3 separate regions of the Mus musculus genome follow, and regions 1 and 3 are each linked to region 2. The links are chromatin contacts, called in public promoter capture Hi-C maps. All regions are on one chromosome and are shown on one strand. The core of a region is the stretch at or near the end of the contact, and the rest is flanking DNA. Distances in the headings are between cores, read along the strand shown.

What was found. Promoter capture Hi-C pulls out the DNA fragments that hold promoters and counts their contacts.
Region 1: a promoter capture Hi-C map of hippocampal neurons shows a contact between it and region 2, with 2.9 times the contacts expected there. The contact joins the enhancer-like site here to the promoter of Scube1 in region 2. A contact is called at or near these places in 3 of 39 promoter capture datasets (hippocampal neurons and liver), 2 of 115 datasets of contacts at active chromatin or transcription factors (embryonic forebrain and forebrain) and 1 of 9 other capture datasets (embryonic stem cells).
Region 3: a promoter capture Hi-C map of hippocampal neurons shows a contact between it and region 2, with 3 times the contacts expected there. The contact joins the enhancer-like site here to the promoter of Scube1 in region 2. A contact is called at or near these places in 6 of 39 promoter capture datasets (embryonic stem cells, frontonasal cranial neural crest, hippocampal neurons and 3 more) and 2 of 115 datasets of contacts at active chromatin or transcription factors (forebrain and stem cell-derived neural progenitor cells).

What each region holds. Positions count from the first base shown.
Region 1 is chr15:84,608,362-84,612,942 of GRCm38.p6, forward strand. No RefSeq gene overlaps it. Among named protein-coding and RNA genes, the nearest start is that of Gm34201, 17 kb to the right of the region's middle. Within about 2 kb of position 1,975, at least 41 of the 459 cell types and tissues checked have an H3K27ac peak or open chromatin away from gene starts, as enhancers often do. A contact at or near this core is called in hippocampal neurons, where this site is marked.
Region 2 is chr15:83,722,256-83,727,020 of GRCm38.p6, forward strand. Scube1 (signal peptide, CUB domain, EGF-like 1) reads right to left here and starts at 2,784. Exons shown (of 22, transcript NM_022723.3): 1 at 2,564-2,784. The coding sequence starts at 2,651.
Region 3 is chr15:84,651,249-84,656,024 of GRCm38.p6, forward strand. No RefSeq gene overlaps it. Among named protein-coding and RNA genes, the nearest start is that of Gm34201, 26 kb to the left of the region's middle. Within about 2 kb of position 3,138, at least 223 of the 459 cell types and tissues checked have an H3K27ac peak or open chromatin away from gene starts, as enhancers often do. A contact at or near this core is called in embryonic stem cells, forebrain, hippocampal neurons and 2 more, where this site is marked.

The sequences.
Region 1 (4,581 bases), core at 725-3,224, 890 kb after region 2:
TAGCTGGTATGGAATTCTCCTCAAAGTCTCTGTCTACCCGAACACGTAGCTGTCCTTTCAAGGACTGGAAGAGTGGTGTGCCCTCCTCCTCGGCAACAGATCTCCAAACTGCTACTACAAACCTGCAAAGCCACGTGTGGGGACGACTTCAGAGCTAAGAATATCCAAGCAGGTAGGGAACAGGTGCCAAGGAAGCCCCCCCCCCATTCCCACCCACGTCACAGGCTCACCTGGCAGCAGGTAGCTGTGAGCGGGACCGTACATGTGAATGCAAAAACTCAAGCCTCGACGGAGATAAAGGAGTTTTCATTCTGGAGTCAGGTAAGAGTGACTAACGGCCCCCGGGGACACATTTGCGTTAGTGGTGCGGCAGGTGCGTGAAGTTTTTATGAACAGAACAAAGAAAGGCGTAAGCCAACACGCTTTCAAGTGAGTTGGTGGAAATATCAGGTAGGGGAGCTCCAGGTGACTGGCGACATCTCTGTTCTGAGTCTTAGATGCTCTTAGCGTTTGGATTGGTGAAAGCTTGGGGGGATCTCTTCATACATTCCAAATAATTTGCCTAATAATTACAAGACTGTTAGGCCCCATCCAGAGGTAGACCTATAAGTCTATCATTAAAGGGAGTTAAAGATAACCCAAGATAATTTGTAATTAGCCTCTGGATCGGAAACATTCTAACTGTTCTACAGTTGTTTGAAGTTCCCATCTGTCAATCAGCATATAAGGGGTGTGGCTTCCTTTTTGAGAAACTTTGCTGGAACAGGGCAGGAGCTGAGCAGTGGACTGTGACCACTGAAGGTGATGGGGAACAGAAAGGACCCAGAGAGGCCTCTCCTGGTGGCCTCAGAGACAATTGCTGATAATCTCCCGGTGTTCTCTGGAGTGGGTGGGGACAGGCCTGACACAATGCGGTTACTTTCTTATCTTCTCTATCGCTTACCACCACCAGCACCCACCCAGCCCACCCCGGAGTTCCCAGTGAACTGTGCCCCAGATTAAACAATAGTCAGCAAGCCATAAAACGGGGTGTGCTCTGGTGGAATCTGGGGACTAGGGAAACAATCTTGCCCTGTCCCTGCCCTTGAGGGTAAAGGGTTCTAGGTTCTTATCCACCCCATCCCCCACCCGTGAAAGAACTGAGCAGAGACACACAGATACAGCAGAAGCCATGGCCTCTGATTTTTCAAAAGATCCACTACCAAGGGGTGAGCCCAACCAGCAGAGTACAAAAGGCTTGGATGATAGAGGGAAGGTTTGGGGGCTCATTTGCATAGAGCGGTCCTTGCTGCACAGGCTCTCCCTCACTTGTAGTTCCACGCCCAGCTTCATGCATCCTGTGTCTCATTGGCATCTTAAGTCTCCATCCAGGGGTGAGCCACACATCACCTGTGGACACTAGAGTGACGACATCCATGACAGTAGCCAGACTTACTTGACCACATCTGTTATTTTCCCATAATGCCGACTGTTTTAAAACTTTCCAGTCCAGACCACGTTGTCTGAGCAATTTCTTCTGCTTCAGTATCACTGCTTGTAAGACCCTGTGGCCACGTCAGGCCATCTAGATACTCCAGAACAATTACCTACTTGCAGGGTCCTAATCTTATCTTCGCCTCTGTAATGTCCCTTCGACAATGCAAGATTCAAGGTGGATTGGGGAAGGTCACGTGGCTAAAGCCAGAGCTGGCAACCCTAGTAGGAAGATGAAAACATGCCAGCAGGGACTAGCTTTGACTCCTTTAATCGCCCCCCAACACCTGCAGAGGAGAACTTGGCTCTTAAGTCTCTAATCTGGAAGACAGGCTCCATGCCCCGCCCACCAGAGACAGCGCACTTAGTGGGGATCAAAGCAGCTCCTGTCTCTAGCCAGAAAGAGGAAGAAGCAGCTAAGAGCTCCCAGCCCCAGCTCAGAGCCAGCTGAGTACACGAGCTCTGTGTGTATACACCACACCCCTGCTCCAAGTGCCACCCACGTGCAGGCGCAAAGCTTGATCAGCGCCATCTCCCCACAGATGCGGGAGCGCTGACATCAGCAGGAGAGCCTTGGATGCTATCTGAGGTGACTTGTAGATCAAGTGTATTCTCGGAGCAGAGCTCATTGACACAGAAGATGTCTGTGGGGGTTGAATCCTTATAATGACGACACTCTAGGAGAGCATATGCCCACCCCACCAACTGCAGGCTGGACCCTCTAGTATCCTGTCCTTGCCTGTACCTGGACACCCGCTTCCAGTCTATACACCTGCATCTGACTAGAGAGAAGCCCCTTTCCACTGCCCTCACCAGCCAGGAAGAGCCAGCAACGTTTTACAGCTGGCCAGTCCCAAGCCTACTCTTCTCAGCACTCAATAGCTTCTTCCTGTCCCTTAGGGGACACCTGCTTTTCTGGGGTCCCTCCAACCTCGAGTGCCCGAGAAAATTATTTCCCTGATCAAATATTCATGGGTCTGTCAAGCCTGAAATAAGCCTACAAAGAAGAAAGGCAATTTGTGTCCGGCATAAATGCTTGACAGGGTGCGTGAAACCCCGCAGCTGGCTTCTGAGTCGTCCCTGGGCCCCTTCTCCTCCACCCTCTAACAGTAGACCTCTCAGGCAGATGCGCTGTGCGGTCTGGAACTCCTGCAGGACTCTGCCCTTCATCATCTGTGCAATACCGAACAAGAGGCCGGTGTTCCTTTGACACAGCCTCCCACTTCTGCAAAGTCCTGCTGTCCTGGAAGCAGTGACTCCAGACTCTGGGGACACCAGTGCAGGCCTCTCAGATGAGGCCAAGTAGTCAGGGCCACGACCCCATGAGGGGCCATCACTGTCTCACACATCGACTCCTTTATCCTTAACCTGCCTCACAAGAATGAAGCAACAGCAAGACAAGGCACTCAATGCCAGACTTCGGTTCTGCCCGCCTGGAGCTCGGATCACCCATGTGAGGACTCCCACCACCCGTGTCACTGTGAAGACTGCTTGTCTGGTACTTTGGAGACCATGAATGGTAAATTTGGAATGTTCCAGGAAAACAAAAGGCCAGTGCGGGAGAGACAAGAGAGGAGAGATGTGAGCAGAGACTCAGGAGACCATACTGGATGGGTGGGCACAGGTCCATCACTATGTTCTTACCAGAGGGAATTTGGATGTAAAAAAAAACCTAGAGAGGAGAGTCTAGGGGGGTGCAAAGCAGAAGTGGGAGGGGTGAAACTAGGAGGCCAGGGAAATGTCCCTGTTTCCAGAAAAACCTAGAGCCAGAAGGGGCAGGAAGGAACCCTCCTGTGTATTCTAGATACATAGGAATCACATTCCGATGTATACCCTGGTCTCAGACTTCTGGTCCCTAGACTGAGAAAGTCTGTTTTCAACCTCCAGCCTATGCAATCATAGCCCCCCAATTTGGTGGCACTTTGACAGCAAATGATCCAGGAAAACCCTTTCTGAGGTAGATGACGAGGCAGCCCCAGGTGAAACTTCCCTTTCCATCCCAGACCGGCTCCAGCCCTGCATGGCTCACCTATACTTAAAACGGGACATCTGAGTCACGTGATAATGAGCAATTGCTTATTGGGCTCTCAATTCTGGAGACCAGGAAGTCCCAGGTGACGGTGGAGGCTTTGGAGCGGCTTCATCCATGGCAGAAGGCAGAAGGGCAAGAGCTCTTCTGTCAGACCCAGAACTTGAGAGGTGAAGTCATCACACACTAAGGGCTTTAATCCAAGACTCAAGGCAGAGACTCAGCCCCACCTCACAGTATTGTTCCTCCATGGAATAAAGTTGCAACAGGTAAACTGTGGGGACACTGAATCCTTGGCAACTGCATCAGAGTCATCAAGTGGGGCCACCAGAGCCCCACTCCTGCCCCATCTCAGAAAGTGGGACTCCAGTTCTTGGCTCATACCTGAGCTATCCTGGATCCTCCCTTTATTTATGTCCTGAGCCCCTTGGAGCTACTTTTGGGTCTGCTTCAGAAGGCAGCCGCTTGTCACCAGCTAACAGTCCCGAGTCTGTCCCATCCTTGGTCCTGGGTGTCCTTGAAGCTCTAGATCCAGAGGGCTCCTGGCTTCACACAGAATAAAAGCCAAAGACTACATAGGGTGGAGGCTCTGTGCAGCCTGCTCCTCAGGCCCTGGATAGCTACTCAGGGCCTTGCCTCTCCCTGCCAAGAGTGGGTGATAAAGAAGCCAGAACCAGTAGCACATTGTAGACCCTAGAGGAGCCAGCCTTTCCCTGAGCAAAATGTATGTGCCATGCTGGGATTCCAATAGTAAGGGTGTCTCCACACCTGGGTAACAAGGGGCACAAAGTGGAATGGGCAGGGCCAGGAAGTCTCATCTTGGGGGTTGGAAGCAATCATAAGGCTGTGTTTCTCTGTCCTCTGCCAGGATCATCTGATGGCGCTCACATTTATCAGGCCTGCAGTTAGCAGGGTAAATGAGGCTGCCGGCTCCTGACAAACATGGGGACAAGCGCAGGCTGGGTGGCACCGTGCAGCTTCAGTGCACCAGTAATTGCTCCTTCCTGGAAGCTGAAGAAGTGGAAGTCAGGAGGGGACCCCCCTGCCTGGGGTGCGGTGGGGAGGGGGAGAAGCCTGGG
Region 2 (4,765 bases), core at 1,534-4,033:
AACCTCTCTGTGGATCTAGGTTTCCCCGCAGGCATCCTTCCAAGTCCACACTCCTCCTTCTTGGAGGAGTTCTTGGAGAGTCCTCCAAAGAACTCAGATCCAACCTCAGGGTGGCAGATTGGAAAACTAAGGCAGAATGGTGTACAGGTACCAAGCAGAGGCCACCCAAGGAGGCTGCCGATAACCTAGATGTGAGATCCCGAGGCAGTGGAACTGTGGGAAGGATCATCCCCTAGGCTCCAACCCAGAGTAGAGTCTATGGATCTGCCTTTCTTTCCCTCTGCCAACCCAGGCTTCAGATAGCCAGTACTCATAGCTCAGCCTCTAGACCTTCAGCATCATCCAGGCTCAGAGGGCTCTGGTGCACCCTCCCTCCTGTCACTAGCACATAAATCCAGAAAGCTGCTCTCTCTCTCTCTCTCTCTCTCTCTCTCTCTCTCTCTCTCTCTCTCTCTCTCTCTCTCTGTCCCTTTCCACCCCTTCACTTGCTTGTTTACTGGCTTAGGCTCCATCCTAGAATGAGCTCGTCTGGGCATCCCCCTCCTTCCCGCTGGCTGGGAGCACCACACAGATGGACAGGCGGAAGGACTCAGGTGAGCAGACAAGGGACTTTCAGCAGCTGCCCTGAGGACAGTCCCCCTGGGAAGCTCCAAATGTCCCCATCTCTTTATCCATCTGGCCTCACTCAATAATGTCCACTTTGAATTTTTTTTATCTTCTGGCTGGACCCTGGGCTCTAGCTCTGTGCTCCACCCCTCTTCTTTACTCCAGACTCCCTGATACCGGCTCACCAGAGGGGAGAGAGGCATTGGAAAGAAGCACATGAGAGTCTTCCCTGCACATGAAAACACATGCAAAAGGCAGATACACACATGTACACACATGTAGCATCCCTCCTGAGGCTAGCAACCTCTGCTCAAGTGTGTGGTCCACCTCTGCAGTTGCTCAGAGGCAGGAGGCAAGAACCAAGCAGTATAGTAAACCAGAGAGCACAAGCCAAGGCCAGTAGGGAGGCCAGAGGGAGGGGCTCTCTGGAGAGCTGGTCACTGAGGGACCCACTACTTCAAGGGTAGGATGCCAGAGATGGCCAGACCATATGGGACACCTCTAAGAGCGGCTCATCTTTCCACTTCCTAATGGTCAGGGAATGAGAGTGAGGGTCAGGAAGTTTCCTGGGGTTCTGGGGTCCCTTCTATCTCGCACCTACATAGGATGGAACACAGAACTTGGGAAGGGGTGGCTGGGGCTGTCTGCCTTTCAAACTATAAACTTGGCCTGGAAGCAAGGTAGCCTGGCTGAGCCAGACTGCAGATCCCTGTGCAACCCTCAGATATAGGCTGCTCACTTCAACTCTGGTTTTCTTATTCAGCTGTTAGGGCTCCAGAGTCACCAGACTTCCACAGAGGGTAAGGAAAGGCAGAAGAGGATAGACACTAGGAGGGACAGAGAGGAAGGGAGAGGTACACAGGATAGTCCCACAAAAGTGAGGACCCCCAACACCTGGGAGAAATGCCCACGGACTGTCTAGTATCCTCAACAGGACCCAGCTTCTGGAATGGGCGCATGGAAGAAAACTCAGCGCCAATGGAGTAGCATGGACTAGCATAAACTCCCTAGCACTGGATCTCTGTGGGACTCTCCGGAGAGCAAGACAGGCAGGAACCTCCTCGCCCTCTCCAAGGAGAACAAGGAAGAATGTGAAAAGAGAGACTCGGTGTGCAGCTTTGCCCGGAAGCCCCTTCCGGGAAACTCAGATCACGGAGGGACACCCCCACCTAGCAGTTCCTTCTGCCTGGACCAAAGGCTGTGCCTGTGCCTCCGGCCCCCTCTCTCTGATGTCTGTTCTGTTATTCGTGTTCTCATCCACCTCCTTCCCTACGTCTGTCCGTCTTTTCTCCCCCTCCTGTCTGACAGTCCATCTGTCCATCTCTTCCCAGACATCTCCATCCTTCCTCTCTCACTCGGCCCCCTCCCTCGGCGACGCCCCTCCGAGTCCTCCCGTCTCTCTGTCTGGTGTCCATCTGTCTCCTCCTCTCTGTCCTTTGATCTGCCTTTCTCCATTCCGCTGTCCACTGCCTCCTCGCTCCCCTCCCTTGCCTCCTCTCCCCTCTTCCCTCCCGCGGCTGTCTTTCTGAGGGCTTCTTCCTGGGCCCTTTTGTCTGTTCCCACTACGCCTCGGCTCCTGTCCGTCTGTCCCTCTATCTTCCCACCTTCCCTCCAGTCTCAGCGCGTCCTTTCTGACCACCTCCGGGTATCTCCTACGCGGCAGCTGCCCAGTCCTTGGCCCCGGGGGAGCGCCGCTCTCGGTTCGGGGGTCCCCGCCCGTCTCCGTACGCATGCCGGGCCCCGCAGGCGGCCGTCGCGCTTCCTTTCTTCCTCTGGCCTCCCGCTTCCCCTCCCGGGGCCTCAGTCCACCCCGCCCCCGCCGGCCCCGGGCGCCCCGGGCGATCGCAGAAGTTACTTTGCAAGGAGGCAGGATCCGGCGCTGGGCGGCCTCCGACGGCGCGGGGTGGCAGCCTGTAGGACCCCGCGCGCCCTCATCCCCCTGGGTCCTCGCGCTTACCTGGCAGCCCGCTGCCCCCCACCAGCCGCCCGCGCGCTCCCAGAGCGAGCAGTAGGTACAAGTGCCAGCGCACGGCCGCCGCGCCCATGCTCGCTGCGGGCCGCGCCGGGTGCTGGCGTGCGGGGCACGGGACGCTCGGAGCGACCGCTCCGCGAGCGCTCCTGTCTGCAGCGAGCTCCGCTACCGCTCCGGCTCCCAGCCACATAGCCGGCGCGCAGGACAAGCTGACAGCCGCGCGCTCATTGGCCCGCGGCCGTGGGGGGCGGAGCTCCGCGGGAGGCCGTCCAGTGGGCGTCGGGTGGCGTGGCCTGCGGGCGTCTGGGCCCGCCTCCTCTCCCGGGGCCGGCGGCAGGTGGGGGGTGGGAGCCGAGAGAGCTGGGGTCGCGGTACAGGGTGTCACCCGGGGCCTGGACTGGGCCGCAGGCTGCTCTTCCCCAGTCCCTCTTTGTGTGCTGATCCCCGAGGTCCAGGGTGTCTGTTTCCCTTCAGATATGCACACACTCTGTTGGGGGAGTAGAGGTGAAGAAAGGCCCAGAGGCACCCAGGGATGGTGAAGAAGATGCTAAGAGCACGCAGCCAATACATAGGAATTTATTGAGCCGCTACTGGATGCCAAGTGCCGCTGGGGACAGCCACACACTAGTCAGCAGTGAAAGCTCTGGACGATAGCTTCAGAATTTGCGTACAAAATCAAAGGAACTTTTCAGTACTGCCCCGAAGGACAATGGTTATAGGAGTGTTTGTCTTGGACAGGCGCGTGTCGCGCCTAGAACCGTTCTCCCAGTGAATGGACGCGCGACCAGGCCGGATTGAGTGACCTCTCTCTACCCAGGCTCTTGTTGCTCTGCGAAGCCCAGATCCTCGGGTGACAGGCCCAGCGAGGCGGGAGAACCGTGGCGTCGCGGTCTCCCTAGCCCAGATCCTCCCCCAGCTCGGGGTCTACACCTGACCCCTCGGCCTTGAGGCCTGGCGGGCACTCAATGGCCTCTCTCAGCTCCGGAGGGAGGCAGGACACTGAAGAAGTTCAGCAAACCCCAAGGCCCATCTCCTTGACAACCACCAATAAGAGCTCCTGTTTTCTCCTGCTCTCCAGATTCAAAGACTAGAGTTTTAGCTTTTTGTCCACTCTGCCTGTGCAGTGTTGCGCCCAGCGGTTCCCATCCACGCTGGCTCTTTCTTCCTCCCTGCCCCCAGCACACACTTTTGCAGCCACCTCCAAGGCCCCAGAAGGTTAAAGTCATGTGTCTCGGCTCCTGCTGCTAGCCAGACTTCCCGTGGGCTTAGGGCAATGGTTTGGAGACTAAGGCAAGGGATCCATTTCCACGTTATGCAGATGGAATCAAGGAGGAAAACGTGGAACTCTGGCCTCTACTGTGTCCCCATAGGCTCCTACCCTGGCCACTGCATGCATTTTCTTTCCCTGGTTGCTCCTGGCCATGTAGTTTAATTTGGGGGACCTTGTTACCACGCCTTATTTTGTCTTCTCTCAGCTGTAGGGCTTTGAGATTTTTTTCTTCGCCTGTGCAACCAATCGATTTGTGAGATGTGTTGTGTGTGTGTGGGGGGGGGGGAGTGAGGGAGTTTGGGAGAGGAACTCTGACTTCTTAGCACAATGTTTTTCATGTCTCTTCCTCAGGGGCTCTCATCCCCACTCATATTCAGGGGGGATGGAGGCTTGGGATTCCCGTGAGTCCCCGGGGACTCTTTTGCTAATATGGAAATTTTATCTGCAGTAACCTTTATCTTCAGTGACTTGAAGGTCAGGTTTGCTGATGAACTAACACTCTTTAAGCGTGCAAAAGAAACGAGGGTCTCATCTAGGAGACCATGGCTCATGTGGCAGAACCAAAGGGCTGTGCAGGGTGGGGGGGAAGGAGGGCTGGGGGAGGGGAGCTGAGTCTCTAAGTTCCTGACCAAGGAGAAGGTTTATCTCCTTGGAAGAAGGAGGGGGTGGAGAAAGATGCTTTATTTCCTAGAGCAGAAGGCTCTAGATTGTTCTGGGGTGGGTTGGTTACATGGGATCATCACTCTAATGTCAGGACTAAGGATGTCTTGGCACCTTTGCATATTGAGCTGAGAAAGTGGAAGCCACTGGTTTGGGGAACAGACTGGGCTACCTCACATCCGAGCCACCTGTGTGCATTCTGCATGTCAATCGGCACCCACACCCTCCTCTGAGGTCCTCTCTAGACCAACCACAGG
Region 3 (4,776 bases), core at 1,888-4,387, 930 kb after region 2:
GACAGACACCCAACATGGGCACAGTTATCAACGAGGAGACCCCTGGTGTGGAGGCAACTGGAACCCTCAAGTGAGGACAGCAATACAGACGTCTTGAGACCACCTTGCAGGACCAGAGCTGAGGACGTGGTGTTGGGGCTGCACCTTCCCTGGGATATTTCACTATGCAAACATCCTGGGCCTACTCTAATTCTTCTTCTATTTAAATCTAGACCTGTGTCACAACCCCAAAGATGAACTAGGGATACTCTTTATTCCCCTTCCCAGTTTGGCCACAAGGAATAAATCTCTCTGCTTTTTAGGACTGTTTGTCTCTTTAAGTGGTAATTTGAGAAGGAAAGGCCAGGTCTAACCTGTAGCGCTGGAGCTCAGGATTTTGCCCTAAAAACTTCAGTTATTAGGTAGTTCGTTAAACATTAGTAAGCTTGAAAATCGTTAAGGATTGGGGCTGGGAAGGTGGCTCAGAGGTTAAGAGCACTTGCTGTTCCCGTAGAAGACCCATGTTTGGTTCTCAGTACCCATGACGGGTGGCTGGCAAATGCCTATAACTCCATCTACCATGGGAATTGACACTATCTTCTGGATTCTTAGAGCCCTACTCATGCGTACACACAGATAGTTAAAGATAATAAAGATGGAAGTAAATCATTAAAAGAACATACAGAAAAGATGGCTACCTAAACATAAGCATCCCGAACCGGGTGGTGGTGGCGCACACCTTCAATCCCAGCACTTGGGAGGCAGAGGCAGGCAGATTTCTGAGTTTGAGGCCAGCCTGGTCTACAGAGTGAGTTCCAGGACAGCCAGGGCTACACAGAGAAACCCTGTCTCGAAAAACCAAAGAGAGGGAGAGAGAGAGAGAGAGAGAGTTAGTTCAATCCCCAAGCAGGGCATAAACCAAATGTGGGGTACACACTTGTAGTCTTAGGCCTTGGGAAGCTGGAGGTAAGAGGATCAGGAGTTCAAGACCATCCTTGGCTCCCTAAGGAGTTCCAGACTAGCCTTGGATACATAAGACTCTTCTCAAAAGGAGTTAGAGGCACTGGAGAGGTGGGTCTATGTTTAAGAGCACTGACTGTTCTTGCAGAGGACTGGGATTTAGGTCCTAGCACTCATGTAACAGCTTACAACTCTCTCTAACTCCAGTTCCAGAGATCTGATACCCTCTTCTGACCTCCACAGGCACCAGGCACACAAGTGGTACACAGACATACATGCAGGCAAAATACTCATACACACAAAATTTTATATATACATATACACACATATATGTAAATATATAAACACACACACAAACACACACACATACATATGAAAATGGCAGGGCATGGGGGTATACATCTTCAAACCCAGAACTTAGGAGATAGAAACAGACAAATTGGGCTGGAGAGATAGCTCACTGACTGTTCTTCTAGAGGTCCTGAGTTCAATTCCCAGCAACCATATGGTGGCTCACAACCATCTGTAATGGGATCCGATGCCCTCTTCTGGTGTGTCTAGAGACAGCTACAAAGTGCTCATATAAATAAAATAAATCTAAAAAAAAAGAAAAGAAACAGACAGATCCCTATGTGTTTGTGGCCAGCCTGATCTATCTAATGAGTTCTAGGTCAGTCAAGCTTACCCTAGTAAAATCCTGTCTCAAAAAACAAACAAACAAACAAACAAACTTTAAATGCCACATTTCTCTGGGGCCACTAAGAAAGGCCAGTGTAAGAAAGGGTACAAGGATGGAGGTCCAAAGAAAATCAAGCAAAGCCCAGAAACTCCAGATCTGAGCAAGGCTCATCCCATGTAGGAGACAAAACGAAGGCTTTGGATGAAGAGCTAACCGGGTGTGAAGACACACAGGCTGTCAGGTAGACGGAGGTCTGGGGGTTCCCTTGTGGGGCATCTCCTTCCCCATCCCCGGGTTTTAAGCAGTGCAGTGGCAGAGGGTAAGATGGGGCCTAGAATTCAGAAACAGAGCTGGGAGTCCCGCAGGGTTATGAGTTTTCATGCTCTTAGATTCCAGGAATCCGCTCAGTCGAAAGGTGAAGAATCCAGTGTAGCGACCTCCTCAGCCACACAGCCAGCTCAGCCCTTCTGTGCCAGGGCTGGGGAGGGCTGACTGAGGACATGAGGCTCCGCTCAGAGGAGAGCCCAGGCTAATGAAAGTCTTTATCTGGCTCAACTTGGCTCAGCTAAACCCTGACCATCAAGTAGGCATTATAGGCTCTGCAATAAAATAGATAAAGAAGAGGCGGGGTGTGGGGGTGCTATCTGGAAATCAAAGTCAACCTGAACTACATGTGACCCTATCCCAAGAAATCAAAATAGAGTACCCCCGCCCTCTGGTTTTTCCAAGACAGGGTTTCTCTTGTAACCTTGGCTGTCCTGGACAGGCAGATAGAGTTCAAGGCTAGCCTGGTCTACAGAGTGAGTTCCAGGACAGTCAGGGCTACATAGAAAACCCCTGTCTTGAAAAAGGAAAGAAAGAATTCTAGGGTTATGGATATATAACCATCTAAGCCATCACACAGAATCTATAACTTTGTGAGGATCTCAAGCAACCCAAGATAGCTTTGACTCTGCTCTATAACCAAGAAGGACTTTGAACTCCTGGTCGGTGCTGGGACCCTACCTGGTTTTATGCCATGCTGTGGGTGGAACTTGGGGCTTTGTGTGTGCTAGACGAGTATTCTACCAACGGAGCTACAGCCCCAGCCCCAGAATTAAAAAAAAAAAAAAAAATTTTAAGGACAAATGTCTTCAATAGATGCAAAAACGAATAATCCTCAAACAAATTAAAAAAAAAAAAGGGATACCCCACCAACCGGTAAAGAAATTCCAAGAACGTATAGACTAACGTCACAGTAAATCGGAAGCTTTCTCCAGCAGCCCGGCATAAGACATGGATCTCGGCTCTCCCCATTCCCCCCTTGATCCGGAAGCGCTAAACAGCCTGTATGTTGCTCGCGTAGGAAACCTAGAAGCGTTCTACAGAGCCCTGGCTCTGTGGATAAAGCACCGAACGGACCCGTTGAAAGGTCTGGGATGCTGACGGCAGGCTGGCTGCAGGCTCTCCAAGAAGCCAGCCATCTCAGGCCAACTGCGCCTGTGCTGACTCTACATGGAAACCTGAGAGCAGCCGCGGAAGGACAGATTGCTGGCAGGATGCCAGACCACAGCCTTCGTCACTAATCCCACCCTGGGACACAGGATGTGGATGAGTGGGGGGAGGCGGGGCGGGGCGGGGGATGGGGCAGCTGCCTGCCGGGCTTTCTGAGTGTGCATGGAGGAGGGAGCTTAGACTCTTTATCATCAAGTTCTATGTCTTGGGGTGGGGGAGGAAGAGTTGCCGGCCAGAGCTGTTCCCATGGGGATGAAGGAAAGGTGCCCATCCTGGAACCAGGGTCCTGATCTCCTCATCCTCTCAGGCTCTTCTGTGGGGACCCAGGGTGGACACTCACTGGCAGGGCAGCTGAGGACTGCAGGATGACACTTTCCCAGGAACTGTAAATCTGTGAGCCTGCTGTTGAGGGAGACTTTCCCTCAGCTCTCCCTAGCGGACAGAAGCAACCCAACCCCTATGGTAGCAGTTCCCAGGCTATGGGGGGAGGGGAAGTCGCATTGCAGATATCCTGCATAGCAGATATATTCCATTACGGTTCATAGCAGTAGCAACATTACAGTTATGAAAATTTAAGTTAAGCATCAACAAAGCAATCTTAAGGTTGGGGATGACCACAATGTGAAGAACGAAATAGAAAGGCCACGGCGCTAGGAAGGTTGAGAACCACCGCATGGGCTTCCAACATCACAACCTTGATCATAGCAACTGGCAGAATTAGCGTTTAGGCCTCGCTCACCCTGCTCTTCAGCCCTGCCCTTCAAGCTCTTCCGAGCAACTGGGAGTCCTTCTGCATTCCAACCCCAGCTTCCCAGCTGCAAGGCTTCCCTGTGGGCTTGTTACTCAAGTTAAGGTCTGGGCCCTGGCAGCCCCCCCAACAAGCCAAGCTCAGCAAACTGTCCTCGACAAGCCAATTAAAGACAAGCAACACGCAGAGAGGAGAAAATAGGAAGTTTATTCAACATAGCCATGTTGGGAAGGTGAACGCAGAGGCCCAGGGACTGCTTCCTACTCAAGGCCATCTTCTGTGTCCTAACAAGATATTTAGGCTGACATAAAGGGGAAGAAGTGTGCATAGCCAGGCAGTCCTGGTCCAAGCGGGGCCCCGCCTACCATCATTGTCTGCGTCTAGTCTCTTCTGCAAGGTGGTCTGATAAACTATGAGGACCGTGCAGAATCTCTTCCTAGGATGCAAGCTCCTCCTTGGGTCAGCTCTAGGAGTCAGCTTTGTTCTTTTCCCAGTGTGAAACCCCTGGGAATATCAATATCCCAGAATCGTGGGGTGCATTATCTCCATAGTCTGACAGCCAAGGGGAGGGGCTCATGAGTCTGTTCGGAATAGTTTTTATCCTGACAGATTGTCACAAGCTCAAGGGTAGACGTGGGGGTGCGGGGGGCAATGTGGAAGCCTTCAGAAGTCCTGGGCCTCTGAGGAGTTGCTCGAAATATGACATTTGGCTTGTGTTAGAAGGGAAAAGCTTCCTGGTATGAGCTCATCTGGGTGCAGTTCCTTCAGCTGCACCCCAAGATGGAGCCATGTTGCTCAAAATTCCTCACTGGAGGAAATATATGAATAATATCTATCTCTCCCTCCTCACAAGCTCCCAATGACAATTCATGGGTGTATGAAGCACAGGGGACCCCAGCCCATCCCCACTGAGCAG